Regions from separate parts of the Macaca mulatta genome. Here region 1 is linked to region 2. The links are chromatin contacts, called in public Hi-C maps. All regions are on one chromosome and are shown on one strand. Each heading gives the region's core, a stretch centred on a gene start, on an enhancer-like site or on the middle of the called end of the contact. The rest is flanking DNA. Distances are from core to core; before and after follow the strand shown. Region 1 overlaps LOC106997312 (a long non-coding RNA gene). Region 2 overlaps LOC106997312 (a long non-coding RNA gene).

Region 1 (3,836 bases), core at 495-2,994, 69 kb after region 2:
AGAGGTAATATAACTTTGTCTCTTCACTGTAAATTACATTTCTTCCTTTTCCACACTGCCTTTTAAACACACAAACACATATACACACCTGTGTTTCTCTGCTTGCTTCTCCTTTTTGTATCATTTAATTATACATTCTCATAGCAAGTAATTTTGCCTACCTACTATTTTAAGACACTAGTGGAAGTTCAAAGGTCAACAAGATACAAAATGTAGTCTCTGGGTGAACACAAGTTGCCTGGGGAAGCCATCCTAGAGGTGAAACAATGATCCAGTACAATATAGCAAAATGCTTGAATACAGATACAAATACAGTGCTTGGAGCACCAGGAAGAAAGTAACTAGCTCTGTCTTTTGGAATTGAAGAGTGTGTCCAAAAGACATACATCAGAACCAGATTACATATGAAAGATCAAATGGAAGGAATTAGAGAAAGAAATACATTCCAGGCAGAAGAAACACATTGTTTAAATACACCACGATAAAGTTCATTCAAATTTGCATCAATTTTGTTAATTTCCAGATGATATCATACCTTAAAGAGTGTATAAAGACTAGCTCTTTATGTTCTCTTGAGTTGAGATCAATAGAATTTGGGGACTAACATTGAGATATACATTGGGGTAGACGCATGTTTGAATTTTGTCCCAGTCTTGAATCAGCCGGCAGCTAAGAATTTTAGTGTTCTAATATCTGAAATAGTGAAAAGACTACTTCGTCAGAAGGCTCATTTTTGCGTTCACTAAATGGCACAGCTTGTAGAAGTGCAGGACACCTGAAAGGCCCTTGAAAGCTGACTTATTATTTATAAATGAAGTTGTAGCTTGGTGTAATGTGATTAGCACAGGCTTCGGAATCAAATCACCTTGGATTTAAATCTTTCTTGCACTTATTAGCTGAATCACCCAGGCAAGTTAACTCACTCCTCTGAATGTCAGTATTTCCATCTGTAAGATGAACACAATGGGGCTCAGTAGCACTGCTGGGAAGACTGAAAATACTGCATGAAGATCAGGCTGCTAGCACACTATCTAGCCCGTATCAGCTACTCAATTAATAAGCAATGAGAAAATAATACAGAAAAGAAAATTTATCCTAAATCATGAGGCAGGGAATGGGGGCAATATTACACGTATATGAGAAATGATATTCCACTTTTTAAGGAATTCACATCGCCCTGCTGCCTTTCTAAAATGATAGTTTGCAGCCCTCAACACTTCTGAGACGGCACTAACATCTATCTTCTGCATTTCACGGTTTGTTGGGAAGCCAGTGGTGAGCAGTGTGATAAATGCCAAATGGAGGGTAGACACAAAGGAAAAAGAGGTGGACAGGAAAGTGAGTTCTCGTTTTTGCCATTCTAGAACCTTCTTCCTCTATTCTCACCTTCAACAGAACAGGTTTCTGACCTGAGAATACAATGGTTATGCTATCGCTGGTTCTTCAACGTTCATCTGAGATAGATTAAAATCAGGGTGAGAATTTTCTCTTCTGTTTTCTTCCTGGAGCAGGTTCCTTTGTCTCCTGCAACCACGCTCAAGCTGAGCATGTCAGCAGCGGCAGGGGAGATTTGTGATCTGAAGCTCAGGCTTAAAGTTGTTTACTATTGAGTATATTCAAGCATCATTGCATTTTCTTCTCTCTTTAATATGTTACTGGCAGTCGGATGGCTTAAAGCATCTCTGTCCAAATGGAATCTTTTTTTGCTTTGTTCTCCCTTCCCTCTGCCTCAGACACATGGCCACCTGGCATATGCTGTGTGTTCTCTGTGCAGAGACTGCCAGCAAGCAAACAAAGCCCTTGTGGACTCGCATGGGCAGAGCAGCCATGGTGGCTGTGAATTCAGTCAAACCACTGGTCATTCGGTCACACATTCAGATCAAATGGTTTCTTTGACTGAATTAACTGTAGGAACAGTAGATCCTGTCATGTATAGACACAGAAAAAAAGGGTAGTAATTCACAAGTTTCCTTTCAATGCCCCACATCGCAGAAAGACAATTCCTTGACTACTTTGATATTTTAAAAATTCAAATTAGATAATTATTAGCCTAATGCTATCCAATTACTTTAGAATTTACAGAGAAAAGGGGGAGGGAACCAAAATAGTTGGTAGTTCCTATATTTCCTTAGAAATATCAAGGATTTTTAGAAAGCTTTGTAATAATCTATTCTAGACATAACAAGGAAATATTCAAGATTAGTATATTCCAGGAGGTAATTTCTCTGTATGTTTAAATTATAATGAAAACCATTAGGAAAGAAAAAGGAACAAGTGTGCAAATAAAAGTAGCTAACAGAATTTTTTTAAAGTGGCAGCCAACATACTTTTGTATTTCTTTTTCTCAAGGTGATACTTTATACAGCACAGTTTATTTTCCACAAAGAGAAAACATAACAAAGAAGGCATAAAAGATTCAGTATCTTAATTCCCTTGGTTTTCTAAATTTACGTTTCATCATTTGAATGACAAACAGTATTTTAGGGGGGTAACTTTAAATACACAATTGTTGCTACTTTTGCTAAGAATAATTTGTTGGCAAACATGGTATGGCTCACTATGTTTAGCATAAAACGGTGTATTTACTGTTACAATAAGAGAGTGCTTCCTCAAGCTGGCATATTTTGTTTTCCATGTTCAGTAAGATTAAACAGCAGGGGCCACTGAGCTATAAGAACCCATTGAGCTATATGCGATAGTCCCAGGTCTTCAAAAGGCACAGTGTACAGATTTGATTTTTGACTAGCCTTCATAAGATAAACCATAGACTGGTAAACTTAACATAAGTCATAGTCTTATTAACTATTCACCTGTAGTTAGATCCATTCAAAATTTGTTGATTAACTTAAATAAACCACACCCTCAACTGAGTGGCAGAGTTTCAAAATAGATAATGAAGGGCCTCATTTTCAGTAAACTTATCTGGCTTATACAAGGGAAGCAAATTAATGGTACAAGGTAACAGAGAGGAGGTGCCCAATCAATGGGTTATTTGACTGATATCTCTCTCCCTTTTCTTTCCCCTTTTCCTTGCCAGGTACCAAATTATGTGGATTATGTCTCCTAAAATTTTATGTGCTCTGAATTTCAATTATCCAAATTCAGATTGTCAAAATCATTCTTCTACACTGTTTGTATTCTATTTAATTGTTTGGTCTTAATTGGCCAGGATATCAATATCAATGTCTATAAAACTCATATAAACTATAGCAGAATCATCTATTTATCTTTTAATATATCCATATTTCCTAGAGAAAAATCATTGTATGTGAACTTCCATATTTTCCCAAGCTAACTTTTCTACTTAATTTATTATAGTTCCCTTGCCTGATACAATATGTGTGTGTGAAGACAATTTTTCAATATATTCATACTTTATTCCTTAGAGATAAAATATGAATTTTATACCTTTTAACTGGATATTCATGATCTCCAAGAATCTATTCTCTAAGGTAACTTTTCTACCTTTATTTATTGTGATTTTTTTTCTTGGCCTTATTCTCTATTCAAACCAGTTCCTCATACACAGCAAATATTTTTTTCAACTCTCTGTTACCAATCATGCAATTCCCCAAGCTAAAAGTTTTCTCCCTTCCATTTTTGTGTTTGCAAATTCTATGCATTCTTCTATGATTGGCTCAAGTGCAACGCACACCATAAAACCTTTCCTGTTTCTCCCATCTTTATATATTCTCTCTCAACTCATACCTAACTATTATTAGAGATACAGCATTTTTCACATTCTGACTTGTGTTATGACTTTATACTTGTATTTTTAATTCAATAGTTATTGTGTATTTACTGTGTGTTCAGTATTTCACTAAGAACTGGGGATA
Region 2 (4,005 bases), core at 714-3,213:
TTTTGCCACCTAGTCCAACCACCTTACTATCTGCTCTTTCCTGTCCATGTTTACTCTAACCCTTTCTTCCTTATGGTGGCCACTATTTCTTCTTCTGCTTGTGGATGAATAATCTGATAATCTGGAATATGTTTATGTTCAGTTGATCACTAAGTATGTCTTAATTAGCCTTCAGGTATACAGCTAAATGAACTCTCTTTTTTGTTTATTTTCCTTTTCCAAAATCATTCTGATCTCTTAAAATCTTTCATTTACATTCCATTCAGTCACCAAACCTATTTCTGAATATTATTGTCTAGATATTCTCTGAAAGATAAGATTATTTGCTTGTTTTCAACCATTCTGAGTGAAGTTCATTGTTCTTTTCTTGAGATAGTTCTTGTTTGGCAGATTATTTTCAATAGCCACATTTATTGCCTTTTTCTAGTGTTGATATTAAGTCCTTCTTACACACTCTCCTACATAAAATGTAAGATACATGTACTTGTTAAAACATGAGATTTCCCTAAAGTGCTAACTGATTTAAATTCATCACTTGTGTTTAAACGATTTTTGCTTAAAAATTATGATTCATTTTATATAAGAAGAAATAGAATTGAGTCAAAGATATGTCCTCTTGGACAAAATAATGAATCCTAGACAGATCAACACAGATTCTTATTCTGGATCAGTCATAGTCCAAATAATCTAATAGGCATTCATTTCTGTAAAATGGGTATGATAATTCTGCCTCCTTATGTGTTGTGATATTTAATTAATGATTATGTGCTTTTGAATAATGTATGCTTATAAATTAATAGGTTAGTAATTCGCATTCTCAATGTACTTTAACAAAGTACATTGGGAGCTAATTAAAAGGAATGTAATTTGTGCTTTTGGGAGGAGAAGTGTTATCTAAGTGTAAATTAGGGAGGGAAGTGGCAGTTAAATCTATACAACGTATCTATTACCACACATTTGAGGCTTAACTCTAATTACAGATTGGACATGTGAGCAAACAGCATCCGGGAGACTTCCACTCATTTCCGAAGGCCCTTCCTCACATCTATAAAAGAAGGCTATTCACTTAATAACCAAAATTATTAATACACTTTCCGTTCAGAACAAAAGGCTAAAGGGAAAAGACCTCTTTCAAAGTCAGCATATTGGCAGTATTTATTGTGCTCTTTCGTAGACATTGTTTGCCCAACAAGTGTCATGAGAAATGAAGTTTATTGTTTAGTGTTTTAGACGGAAGATAGCATTTTTGTGGATTGATAACTCCACCCAGAAAGGGCATTTGTACCTGATGGAAGAGGAAAATTCTGTAGACAGATTTGTGCCTGTCTTCAAACCTTTCACCATTTGAATAACCTCTGAGGTTAAATAGCTGGTAGACATCTGTAGGCAGAAGTAAGAGAAATGAGATCATCAAGGAACGATATCGTGCTTACAACATGTGGCGAAATGAGTGGCTCTTCACCATCTGTTATTTGTGTGTGTATTTTATTATGTAAATGTTCGTACACACTGCATTCTAAACAAAGGAACATTACTTCCACTTTGTTGGTGCTGCCAAGCTTGCGTATGTGTCCTGGAAAAAGAAAGTGGCAGACAGAAAATTCAGGGTTCATCTGGCCACTTGTGTCCCTGGTCCTTTCACCAAGAGGGTGAGAGACTCTCAGTAGGTTTGATTCCTTTTCTACATCCTGTTAACAAATACAAAGCTTCACTGTGAATGGAAAACAATGTCTCAAATACTACAGTTATGGTCCAAAGCCTCTTTTGCTGGAGTCCACGGGAAAAAGATACTAGAAGCTAGGATGCCCTGGGATGGTTCCAATGTACACTAGTGTTAAATCCAGGCTAGAAAATACATTTGGACGGAGAAAACAGGCTCTGTTCAATTTTCTCTCATCTGTTTAATTCCTGGCACATATCTCTGGGTCATGGGAAGGTTCTGGTGGGCTGCTGTCATTGTCTCCCCCAAAACAAGAGGGGTGTGTGTGTGCATGTTTGGGAGGAATGAAAGTAAGGAGATTTGGGTGACACATATTCTGGTTTAAATTTTCATAAAATTACCAATTTAAATTGAAATGTAATTATCCTAACTGGCATCTTTTTGGCAGCAGCTTAAAAAAAAATCCCTCGGCTTTACTGTACCAAGCGAAAGCCCAGAGGAGTCCTGACACTGGCCTTTAATCAAAAGCTGAAAAGACACAAAAGCTTTCAGATAATCTATGCCAAGCTATCTTGGACAGCACGGAATCGCCTGGAGCACCCTTCTGGTGGCATTTAAAACACCTGGTGCCCTTAGAAAAAAAATACATCTGTGTCTGCAATTTCTCCTTCTGTAATTCCCTTAAATCTTTCTATCTCAACCCATTCTCCTCTCTGTTAAAAGTAAAGATGCTGCAGTGACAGTAAAATAAAGCGATTTTATTTACCAAGGAAATGATACTTGTCATTGGCTATGCCTGGAGGTGACAGACTCAGGTGGCCATCTGCACAAACACTTCCTCACTGTTTATTTCATGTGGTTTAATATAATTAAACTATCATTGTGCTCATTGATTCAGCTCAAATTTTAATTTGATAATTGGGGAAAAGGTGTGCATTTGAAATGGAGGCAATTAATTGACACTTTAAATGCACTTGAACAGAAATAATTTAAGTTACACCATACTTAGTGGTGACTTATACTGTTGTGTTTATGCAAATTCTTTCATTTAGCTTCTATCATTAATGGATAGATGTAAATAATGTTACTCAGTCTAAGTCCTTTTCATACTGGCAGTCTAATTCTGAAATTTGGAAATATTTTTGCTGCCATGAAAAAAATCCCATTCATTTCACAGTCACTGGCTTTTATAAAATGAAGACATTCTAACTTTGAACAAAAATCTAATCATTCATAACTAGCTTCACACATATGCAACATAATTATGCAGATTGTCACATAATTTTGTCAATAGACAGCCTGATTCTCATTCTAACAAACACCTTGAACAAAGAAATAATGAGACTAACAAAGACATGATTTCTCAACTTGTAATACACATCTTTCCCATGATTTGAATAAAATGAAAAAAAAAACTAGTTCTAACTTATTTAATTTTTCTCCAATACCAGCTTTACTTTAATTTGTTCCAAGGAATTTATATATTTTGGTGAACTTACTGAAATTTAAAAAGGAACCATATTTATGGATAAAGCAGATTTTTTTTGTGTTAATTATCTTCCATCTGGAAACAAATATGCTTTCGTATTTTTTCAGACTTCAAGAACAAAAGCTAGTTTGTTTTAGCAACTTGCGAAATCTTCATTTTTACTAGCATTCTTTTATTCACAGAGCCTGAAGTGAATAATTTTAATCAAAACTCTGAAGCAAATTCAATTTTACAGAATATTAGCTACCACAAATTATACCTGTGGTAAATGTTGCTTAATAAGAATTATTAGTTGTTGCTACATATGCTCTGAGAAGACTTGTTCTTAATGTAAAAGGTTGACGAAAATGCTCTGTTTTCTAGATGAATGTTGATGCTCTTGTTTCAATCTATTATTCAGTAGTTTTAATATTCAGTGTAACCATGGATGAACCTAAGAAAGTTTTGGCAGGTCATTTCAGTTAAGCAACCACACTCTTCTTATTAAAGCTGGAAACCTCATTAAAATAGGCTCTGTGAAGATTTTGTAAACTCCAGCTTCAAATGAAGGTTGGCAATAATGCTCCAAAAAATCTTTCACATAAATGTGGTTCTTTTGGCACTTGAAAGACTCTGAATGTAAGAAATGCAAAAGAACATAAAAGAGGCAAAAAAATAAACAAACAGAAGAACATACAAAATGCACACATATAACACACACACTCATATACATAAACAGGTAACCCCAAACCAAATGGATTTCTCTTAACCTTTTTTCCACTGTCTACTTTCAGACATAATTTTCCAAAACCACCCTTGATAAATCATCTAATATAATAGTAATGACAGAAGAAAACTCTAATGCTAAACACAACTT

Evidence for each region. Hi-C and Micro-C count contacts between places; a contact is called where the count stands out from the background.
Region 1: a contact with region 2 is called in a Hi-C map of fetal cortical plate, with 1.6 times the contacts expected there. The contact joins two enhancer-like sites. A contact is called at or near these places in 2 of 14 Hi-C or Micro-C datasets (fetal cortex germinal zone and fetal cortical plate).

The regions. Positions count from the first base shown.
Region 1 is chr3:30,947,922-30,951,757 of T2T-MMU8v2.0, forward strand. The region is part of intron 3 of LOC106997312 (a long non-coding RNA gene); the gene reads left to right. Among named protein-coding and RNA genes, the nearest start is that of MIR125B-2, 180 kb to the right of the region's middle. Within about 2 kb of position 1,745, at least 10 of the 40 cell types and tissues checked have an H3K27ac peak or open chromatin away from gene starts, as enhancers often do. A contact at or near this core is called in fetal cortex germinal zone and fetal cortical plate, where this site is marked.
Region 2 is chr3:30,878,833-30,882,837 of T2T-MMU8v2.0, forward strand. All of the region lies in intron 3 of LOC106997312 (a long non-coding RNA gene), which reads left to right. Among named protein-coding and RNA genes, the nearest start is that of MIR125B-2, 250 kb to the right of the region's middle. Within about 2 kb of position 1,964, at least 6 of the 40 cell types and tissues checked have an H3K27ac peak or open chromatin away from gene starts, as enhancers often do. A contact at or near this core is called in fetal cortex germinal zone and fetal cortical plate, where this site is marked.